Linked DNA regions of Zea mays: region 2 is linked to region 1. A link is a contact called in public Hi-C data. All regions are on one chromosome and are shown on one strand. Each heading gives the region's core, a stretch centred on a gene start, on an enhancer-like site or on the middle of the called end of the contact. The rest is flanking DNA. Distances are from core to core; before and after follow the strand shown.

What was found. Hi-C and Micro-C count contacts between places; a contact is called where the count stands out from the background.
Region 2: a Hi-C map of leaf shows a contact between it and region 1, with 3 times the contacts expected there. The contact joins the promoter of LOC103634426 here to the enhancer-like site in region 1. A contact is called at or near these places in 14 of 25 Hi-C or Micro-C datasets (bundle sheath, ear, endosperm and 3 more) and 1 of 3 datasets of contacts at active chromatin or transcription factors (leaf).

Annotation. Positions count from the first base shown.
Region 1 is chr1:40,377,652-40,382,620 of Zm-B73-REFERENCE-NAM-5.0, forward strand. No RefSeq gene overlaps it. Among protein-coding and RNA genes, the nearest start is that of LOC100282988, 12 kb to the left of the region's middle. Within about 2 kb of position 2,515, at least 20 of the 20 cell types and tissues checked have an H3K27ac peak or open chromatin away from gene starts, as enhancers often do. A contact at or near this core is called in bundle sheath, ear, endosperm and 3 more, where this site is marked.
Region 2 is chr1:40,460,906-40,465,828 of Zm-B73-REFERENCE-NAM-5.0, forward strand. It overlaps LOC103634426 (probable protein phosphatase 2C 31), which reads left to right and starts at 2,469. Exons shown (of 4, transcript XM_008655952.4): 1 at 2,469-4,187; 2 at 4,439-4,552. The coding sequence starts at 2,811.

The DNA.
Region 1 (4,969 bases), core at 1,265-3,764:
AGAGGGGGAGGGTGTTGGAGCCAGCCTAACGAGCACCGGCGTGGCAGGAAGCCAACGATAGATCTGCCCCCTTCCTGGTTTCCGCGGAATGGACATTGGCGCTCGGGTGAGGATATTGGTTGTCCAAATTAATCGAGTTTGTTTCATTTTTATCTAGCAACTAAATCAAAGAAAATTCTAAGGCTACAGCTAATACTAGTAGATGTAATAATATGTATGAATAACTTATGGTTTGATGAGCGTTAAATGTATATAGTATATAGTATGTATGATGACCATTATTATATGTTAATAGTTTCTGATAACTATTATGTACTAGCGGAGTCATCATGTACTAGTGCTACTAGGTAATGATGTTTTAGTGATTTCTGCCACTAGTAACCCATAATTCATGTGTCATAATCGACGAAGCTATGCTACGACTACGATGATCACTATCCATGTGATTGGTAGCCCGGTTGGCTATGTGCAGGCTCAACGGGTGCATTGACTATAGCCGTGCCCGTGATTGGTCTCCTGCGTAGGACGAGATGAGCCTGCTCACGCGCATGCAGCACAGTTAATTTTTTCAGCTCTCGCTTGTATGCGTGGGGATGCTGAGAGGAGGCGTCTCTGTTGATCCAGGCCGGCGCGAGCCTAGCGCTCGCGGTCACAGGAACCAATCACGCGGTATATATCTCTTCATGTGGCTAGCTCTCCGTCTTTGTCTTTCTTTGTTGCTATATTTTTTTTTGAAAGGGAAGAATTTTTATTCATTCAAGAACAGTACATCGAGAAGATACAAGTTCTTGAAAGTCACTTCCGGCCTCTGCCCATAAGAGCATACTGTCCAACGGAATCTAAAAACACACACTAGTGGCTATCAATCCGAAGACTAGACCGCCAACCATGCTCCCGGGAAAAAAACTTCTTGGCCACTTGAGTCAAATGTTGCGTAGCCATTACCAAAAAATTGCATGAGTCCTGTCTATGTAGCACAACCCATGCGCGAAGTTTCTGGGCTACAGTAAAAATGACATGAGTAAGAACCCATAGCTAAGAACACCACCACACTGCTATCGTGTTGCTCTCCTCCTATGTACACATGTTGTCAGAACAATAGACCTAGATCTGAAGTTCTATCCATTTGTGTGTTTACAAGGGTAGACGGACGATCAAGTTTTTGGGTAGCACACATCGATCCGACTGTTCTCTTTGTTGCACTTCTATTCCTTGTGTTTAAGTACAATATGTGTGCACATGATACTAGTAATAACACGGGACGACCGGTGTGGCATATGGTATACAGCACTGGACATGAAATTTATGGAAGACTACAAAATATTTAGGGATATCCACGAGACACCAAATATTCCACCACATGGTACTTAAAAGGGAGCTACTACACCATAGGAGATTGGAGAGAGCAATAAGGCACCGGGCGTGTCGTCTAGTGAAGTATAGACCAAAACATCGATACCGAATCTGTTGATAACTTTTTTTTTTTTTTGCAAATAAATCGATATTGAATTTGTCTGATTTTCCAACACTGGTGGGGCAATACGGGCGCGCCTGGCGTCCGCCGGCCGAGATGAGTCAGTGGCTGCCCCACCGGAGTTGCTTTCAGGCAGGAGGAGGACAGGGATGGACGAGCACCGGCTCGCCACAAGCGTACAGTACAGGTACAAATCCATATGGAAAGCGGGAAATTCTGCTACTACTGCTGGTGGTATACGTCGTTTGACCCTTCCCCGTACCGATGCAGAGATCACCGAGCTGACGCATTCCATTTGCGCGTCATGTATCTCGAGGATACATATTCGTGTCAAGTACACGTACTGACGTACCTGATGTTCTACCAGCAGTACGCTTGGCTGAAAGCGCAGGGTTGTCGTCGATCGAATCCATATCAGATTCATCTTCACTTCTTCAGACACTAGAGGATTTTGATTTTGCGCAGCGTCAGCGACCATGCGTTACATCCATCTTCAGAGTCATGACAGTCGTTGGTGATGATCTACGAGCCTATGATAACAAGGATCGTCCAAAGGACACTTAAGTTGGTGACGGTATGGTGTGTGTGGCTGTGAGAATGTAGCAGAGCGCACCACAAAAAAGCAGGACAACGAGGCAGTTTTGACTCGCTCTTGGAGAGAGAGAGCGCCTATGGCAACGACAGGTGACGGCAACGCTTCTCCTTACCAGAGAGGGCATCGCCCACCGTTGACTCGTGCACTGCCCGTCTGCCCCTGCACGGCATGCAAATGCATATTCCTGGATAAAACAGACACTACAGTAGAGACTTGGAAATCGGCAAGGCCCGTCGGAACCATTGGCCCAAAATAACACGCTACTGGGCCTTCAGATTTCGCTTCGGCTTTGGGCTAACTTCCAGTGGACCGGAGCGACGCATGACGCATGGGATAATTATCTTCAAATTCGATTTTAAATATTCGGCCCATGCATCCTCGCTGTGCGTCGTGCAGTGCACAGCCCACGGTGCAGGGCGTGACAGAAGCCGATAGAAAAGTGGACGGCACGGCCGCAGCGGCTTGGCATGGCAATTGGCAGGTGCGTGCGCGGACCTCGCTCGGACGGAGGCGTCACGCGGCGAGGGGCGCAGACGCGCAGGCACCCCGGCCCCGGGTCATTTGTTGGCGACGGAATGGGCAGCCGCCTTGCGTTGCGTGTGTCCGGGGTGCGGCGCAGACCCGCAGTCACTCAGGCCGTCAGGCGGGACTGCGCGGGAGACCCGACGCTTGTGTCGTCACTGTGGCCGATGCGGCGATGCCCGATGGCAGCTTGCCAGTTTTCGTGGGATTGGCACGTCTCCTCCGGCCTGCGCGGCCTCGTTGGTTTGACTTCAGTTCAGCCCCAAGGATCACACTCCGCACGCCCACATGTGCAGCGGTGTAGATCGTCGAGCACCTCTCGCGACCTCTTGGCGGATTTCCTAGCCGTGTTTAGCCAGGCACCGCGTGCTTAGTTTATTAATCTTGGAGGACATCGATCGCTTAGTTTGTTGCGTATGCTCTGCGCATTTATTTGTACCCTCTCTCGTCGAATATTTCAGACGGCCTGCATGCTTGAAGTATATGGGAGTGGTTCCAGTCCTCTGCTCGTGTAGCTGCAAGTTGGTTTGGTTGGTCATGCCACCAATGGAATTTAAACCAGGCTACTGGTCACGTCATTTTGCTTCAGGCACACAGCAGCGGAGCCACATACGGAACGACTGCACACTACTCCAGTACTCCTTCCATTCTAATATATAAGGCGTAACAACCTCTGATTCAAAAACCAAAAAATATACTTAATTATTTCTATACCACTGTATCGATGTATGTATGCATAGAGAGCACACCTTATATTATGGGACAAGAACAAAAGATAGTTACGCCTTATATCTTGAAACGGAGTGAGTAGTTTCCCAGGTTGGGTCCTTCAACTTTCAACATAGAGAGAAACCGGATGCAACTCAAACGTATGCACCACACAACGCGAACCAAATGCCAAAATTTATGGAAATTTTCTATTCCAATTTCACATTGGGTGTGCTCATATATAATGAATCCATGGTAGTTGCAGACAACAATAATACCAACAAGTTTAAGCGGTAGTAAGTACTCCCTCCGTCCCAAAATAAAATATATTTTCAATTTTTTAGTGGATTCATACAATACTTGGTGTATGCCCTCTATATATGTGTCTGTATTCATTATCAGCCAGTTAATATAGATATATAAGTCAAGAGCTAAAAAACGAGCTCTCATTGTTTGGTTCATCGTTTATTAATTCGAGAAGAGATTCTTCACATCTTATAGACACAGTGATGATTATTTGCGAGTGCACCGGGCTAGAAAGTTAAATACATATGTTATCTTATCTGTTGCCAGATAGGATCTTGGAGTGAATAGCCTATAAAAATTGTTTAAAAAAAGCTTATTATAAAAAACTAGAGATAAGATAAAAACTTATATGCAGAAGTATATGACTTAATCTAGTTCTACTTCTTACTTTAGTTGAAAGTAAAAGATGTGAACAAAGATAAAACCTTTGCCTGTCTTGGGGTGTAGCCTCAGTGCCTCACCTCTCTTTGTTGAGAGAAAACATTTGAATACCCAGCCCTCAAGCAACCAATCATCGCCGCCATAAGCATTACTCAGGGCGTAATTGAGCTTGTTTACCTCCTTTTTAGTGTTTCATTTTCAAGGTTTAGTAAGGTATTATCTGTATTCTTGCCCATGGATGATAAATTTTTAGTTAGAGCAATAATGATAGGTGCATGAATTGAATCATCAATAATATCGCAAGAAACACCTATGCTTGTTATTCCAATAGGTTTCTTCTTTAAAGCAAGAAGAGATGAGTGAGCTTCTTTTAGTTTCCCATGAGTTTCTACAAGGGTCTCATGAGAAGATAAATCCTCTCCAAAAGATTGTTTAAGAGCTTTGTGCTTCTTGTACAATTTTTGTACTCTTCTATTTTTTGTTCATGAAAGAATTAGCCTTAACCTCTTTTAATAGCTCAATCAATTCTTCCTTATAGGGTTCCTTCTCAACCTCACTGTCCCTCTCATTAAGATGTACCTTTGGCTGGGCTCTTGGCCATGTAACATGATGGAGTGTTGAAGAGTGAAACTTTGTTGTTGGTGGCAATGCTTGCAACCGCCTATTTTTTATGTTCTTCTTTTCTTCATAATCATATTCGCTTTCACTCAAAGAAGCATTAGAATTTCATTCCACACAATTTGCATGCCCTTTCTTATTCTTGAATGCCATCTTCTAACCTTCTTTGTTTTTCTTGCCATCTTTCTTTTCTTCATAATTGTGTACACCTTCGATAATTATATATTCTTAGCTTACACATTTTTAGCACCTTCTATCTTTTTTATTTTTTGATGTTGGCTTTCTTTTTGAACTATACCCCTCATTTTTCATGAATTTGCTAAAGCATCATACGAAAAGGGCCATATCTTCATCATCTTCATTAC
Region 2 (4,923 bases), core at 1,219-3,718, 83 kb after region 1:
TGAAGCAATGTGGTGATGATGGGCTTGTAGAAGCTTCACTCTCATAACTCGAGCATGAACAATCATCATCAAGTGAATATTGGGTAGAGATATTATCATCATCACTTGATTTTTCACTTGAGTAGTAGCACTCACCAACAACTTCCTTGTCATTGATGTTCTCACCACCTTCATGCACATCCTTGCTCTTGTCATTAACAATGAATTCCACTTACATCCCATCAAGATAACTCCATATCTCATGGGCGGTCTTTTTTATGATGTCTTTGAACACATATTTACTCAAAGATCGATGTAAAATGTTAGTAGCTTGATGTTCGAGGTCTAGGCATTTTTCTTCCGCTCAAGTAAGATTTTTCTTATTCTTATCCAAGGGCTTAGGAAAGCCTATATTTATGATCCACCATAATTTTTTATCAAGAGTTCATAGATATTTTATCATTGAAAGTTTCTAATGCAAAAGCTTGTACCATAAAAAATTAGTGGATCACAAGTAACCACTAGACCTTTAGTCTCTATCTTACTTACTCTCAAGTTGGTCAAGACCACCAAATGAGAACCTAGATTTGATACCACTTGTAGGGTCAAGATGGTGGACTAGAGAGTGTGAATATCCTTTCTAAAACTAATTATGTTGGCTAACCAAAACAAATGCAGAATTGAAACTACTCGATCTAACTAAGACTACACCACTCTATATATCATAAGCACCTTACAAAAAATCATATTTAAAGCAACTAAGGTGTAAGTCTAGGTGGTGCTCACCTAAATAATTCTAGTTGGAAAGGTTACAAACCTATGCAACTAGTACTGAAACAATGAAACTTCCTACATATACTAGTCAACAAAGCACATAGGTATCGTTTGGTTCAGATATTTGTAACGTAATGGGTAAGTGATAACGTTAAATCATGTTTGTTTTAGTCTCACCGTAATCAGATACCATACTAAAAATTGATACCGGACTATTCAAACTTATTACCGACAGTAATCGAATGTAAACCATTACCATTACCCTTTACGTTACATTTCTTGAACCAAACAGCACCTAAATCCTAACCACACTAGCACTACTCAACTAGCAAAACTACACAACCTAAACTAGAAAGGTAAACAACTTAACTATACAAGTTAACAAAGGATATTAAGCTACATAAACTTATTAGCACAAGAGAACAACTACATTACTATAGAAGTAAACTAGTTATAAGAACAACACTAAACACTACTTCAAGTATAAACAAGCTAGTGATAAAGAGTTTCAAACCAACGGGAAGAAAAAAGTTGACACAATGATTTTTCTCCCTAGTTTGGTGATCTATCAACCATTTACTTTTCATTGAGTCAAGCCCATATGGAGTGCTTACACCCTAGATCTAGCACCTGATCTTGCCGGACCACTTGGCGCTCTTCACAACTTGAACTACTAGTGTTGTTCTTCGCATCTCCCATGGGGTGAGCGTGGTACCCCTCATAAAGCCTTCTCTAGAGCCACACACACAACTTCACACATGTTTTCATGGATCCACAAGTCATCTAGGAGGTGGCAACCTCCAAGAGTAACAAGCACCACCAGCTTGCAACTCGATCACCTAGTGCCACTTGATGCAATCTCTTAATGCAACATACTAGGAATCACTCTCTCACACACACTTGGATGTGTTCTCTAGCAACCATATAAGTGTATGGGCCTAAGACTAAGCACAACACTTGGGCAACACATCCCCAAGGTGTTCTACTTTAAAACCAGCCCAACCACCCTCTCTATTTATAGATAGAGCAAAAAACTAAGCCTTTACGGGCTTTTTAGGTGTCACCTTAGAATTTTTGGCCCAGTACCCTCAGAAAATCTAGAGCGGCTCAAGCCCACCCTAATGATTGATCAATATGTTCAATACACGCATGCACACTCTGACCTAAAAAATTCCATTCACCTCGCCTCTGTGGGGTCCGGAATTTTTGAAAGTGGACGAAAATAACTCTAGAAAACAAAGGTTAGAAAATTAGAGTTGTTTAGAATTTCTGAACAAGACTTTTCAACTCGACTTAGAACGACCATAACTTTTTCATCCAAACTCCAATTTCAATGATCTTGAACTTTCAGAAAGTTTATTCAAAGGGCTACGCAACCCACTTTAATGCGTACAACATATTAAACTATACTATATTTTATAAAGATGATATCTATAAAATCAGGAAAGCGTTGTTGCATATCTCACGTTAACCATCCATAAAAATACACACCGCTCAATTTGTATACCCACTTTGTCGTATACTAAGTTTCAAAAGTTAAACTGATATGTCTGCGGCTAGCATCTAGATATGCGTACACCGTATCTTCAAGATATGCTGACATTAATTTTAATCCAACCGCAAAGATTTGTTGAGTGTGCTTGTTGCTTCGCCGCTCTTCACCCTCCCCCTCGGCCCAGTCCTATATAAAGCGAGAACCAAAACTTCTTCGATTCATCCTAAAGCCTTCAGTGCCTCAGAAAACCCTTCCATAAGAATTGGATACTGTTGTGAGAGCTGCCCTCATTGTCTTTGGTTGTCTACAACTACAAGTCCTTCATGAGAATTGGAAAGAGTATATAGAAAAAAAACCTTGTCGTTTTAGTTTTGGGTACCCCAAGCAAGAGCGCCACCATTCACTCGAAGGTGGGCCTGCCCCTCGTCGCATCGCTCGACTCCAACTATAGTCAACTCCCATAAACAAACGATCTTCTCCTTTACCCTCCCTTTCCCAAAAGGTCAACTCTTCCATCCCCTCCACTCGCCGATCCCCAAAATCCAAAGCCCAAGGAAACAAAATGGGCAATGGCATCACCAAGAACCCATGCTTCTCCGGTGACTCGTACGCCGCCGCCGTCGCGTCTGACCCGCTCCCGGACGACAGCCATGGTCACTCCTTCACCTACGTGCCATCGGGCGCCGCCTTCGACCAGCCCCAGACGTCTGCCGCGACGTCGTCGGAGTCGTCGTTCTTCTCTCTGTCCGGCGCCGCCATCAGCGCCAATCCGGCGACGTCGGCGTCGATGCCGTCGTTCCGCCTTTTTAACGAGCTGACGTGGCCGCCGTCGACCGCGTGCACCTTCGAGAGCTCGCGGTCCTTCTCTGCCATTCCTCTCCAGGCGGCGCCGCCTAGACTTTCCATGTCCGGGCCGGTCCAGTTCACGTCCGGCCGGTTCTCCGAGACATCCGGCTCCACGTCCACGATCTCCGGCACGCCCTCAGACCGCCCATTCATGTCAGGGCCGCTCGACCACTCCTTGTCCATCTCCTCGTCGTCCGCGGGGCTCCTCCATCCGAGCGTTTCTCAGCTCATCGCTGAGCGCCGCGCCGCGCGCTCCCGACTCCGGGATGAGCGATCCCTGCTACGGTTCTTCGTCAGGACCGCCTCCAAACTCTGGCTCGGGTCGCCGCGCTATGGCCGCCGGCCACAGGAACCTGCTGATCCGATAAAGTTCTCCTTCAGCGATGGGGACTACCGCTCGCCGCCGAACAGCAATGTGGAGTGGGCTCAGGGCATGGCCGGCGAGGACCGCTTCCACGTCGCGGTGTCCGAGGAGCACGGCTGGGTGTTCGTCGGAATTTACGACGGGTTCAACGGCCCCGACGCGACCGATTACCTCTTCGCCAACCTCTACGTCGCCGTGCACAACGAGCTCAAAGGCTTGCTCTGGGACGGCATCCAAGCAGGCGACAGCGCCAGGTGCGGTGAGCAAGAAGCGGGCGCAGGCAATGCCGAACGCCTCTGTATTGCTCAGGCCGACGGGGACGGCGCGGAGGCTAAGCGCAGACGGACGGAAGTGCCCATGCCAGGCAACAGCGCCACGCCAGTGCACCGCGACGTCCTGAGGGCGCTGGCGCGGGCACTGAAGAAGACGGAGGAGGCGTTCTTCGCGGCGGCGGAGGAACGCGCGGCCGAGAGCCCGGAGCTGGGGCTGATGGGGTCCTGCGTGCTGGTGATGGTGATGAAGGGCACGGACGTTTACGTGATGAACGTCGGGGACAGCCGCGCCGTGCTGGCGCGGAGGCCGGAGCCCGACCTGAAGAACGTCCTCGGCAAGGCGTCGCAGGACCTGCAGCAGTTCAAGGTGGAGATCATGCGCGAGCTGGAGGCGCACGACATGGACGGCCTGCAGGCCGTGCAGCTCACCCCAGAGCACAGCACCGCGGTCCAGGAGGTACGCCATCTTTCCCTCCTCTGCTCCTCTGCTCCTCTCCTGTTCACAACTTCAATTAGACTGACTTCGGAACAAGAATTCATCCTCGTATATTCTTGTCACATCTCATCATCTCATCGTTAAGGGAAAAAAAAGGAACTTTTGACTACGAGAGACACTACTGTTCATGAACGGGAAAAACTGTAAACCCGTTCCATGATTGAGTTTTGGGTTCACCGAGCCGTTCTTGTCCGAATTTTGGGATGATGCAGGAGGTGACGAGGATCAAAGGCCAGCATCTGAATGATCGGAACGCGATAGTCAATGGTCGGGTCAAGGGGAAGATCAACGTCACCAGAGCGTTCGGGGTCGCCTACCTGAAGCAGGTAAAACTTGGGTTCTTCTACCATTTCGTTTTCAGTGCGCATGCTCAAGTACATTTCTGTTGTCGGTCAGGCTTCTGCAGTTCCTTGTGCATAATTAGCGTTTAAGGCGTGCAGTTCTTGTGAACATGCTCTGTGCATTGTGCTGTCGCAGTCTAGGACTAGAGAACTGCGAGGAGCCGAGGACCAATCTTGTAGGCCCTATGCTCCAAATCATGGCTGATTAGTGGCCGTCCAACAGTGGCTTGGTGGAGCAGGACTGTAGGAGTAGCGTAGTAGCTTCTACTAGTTCCGACGATTCTTCCCCACCCCGTACTGTGTGTGTGTGTGTCTCGTGGTCCCAACCCAAATTGGCTCCAAGGTCAATCTGCAAA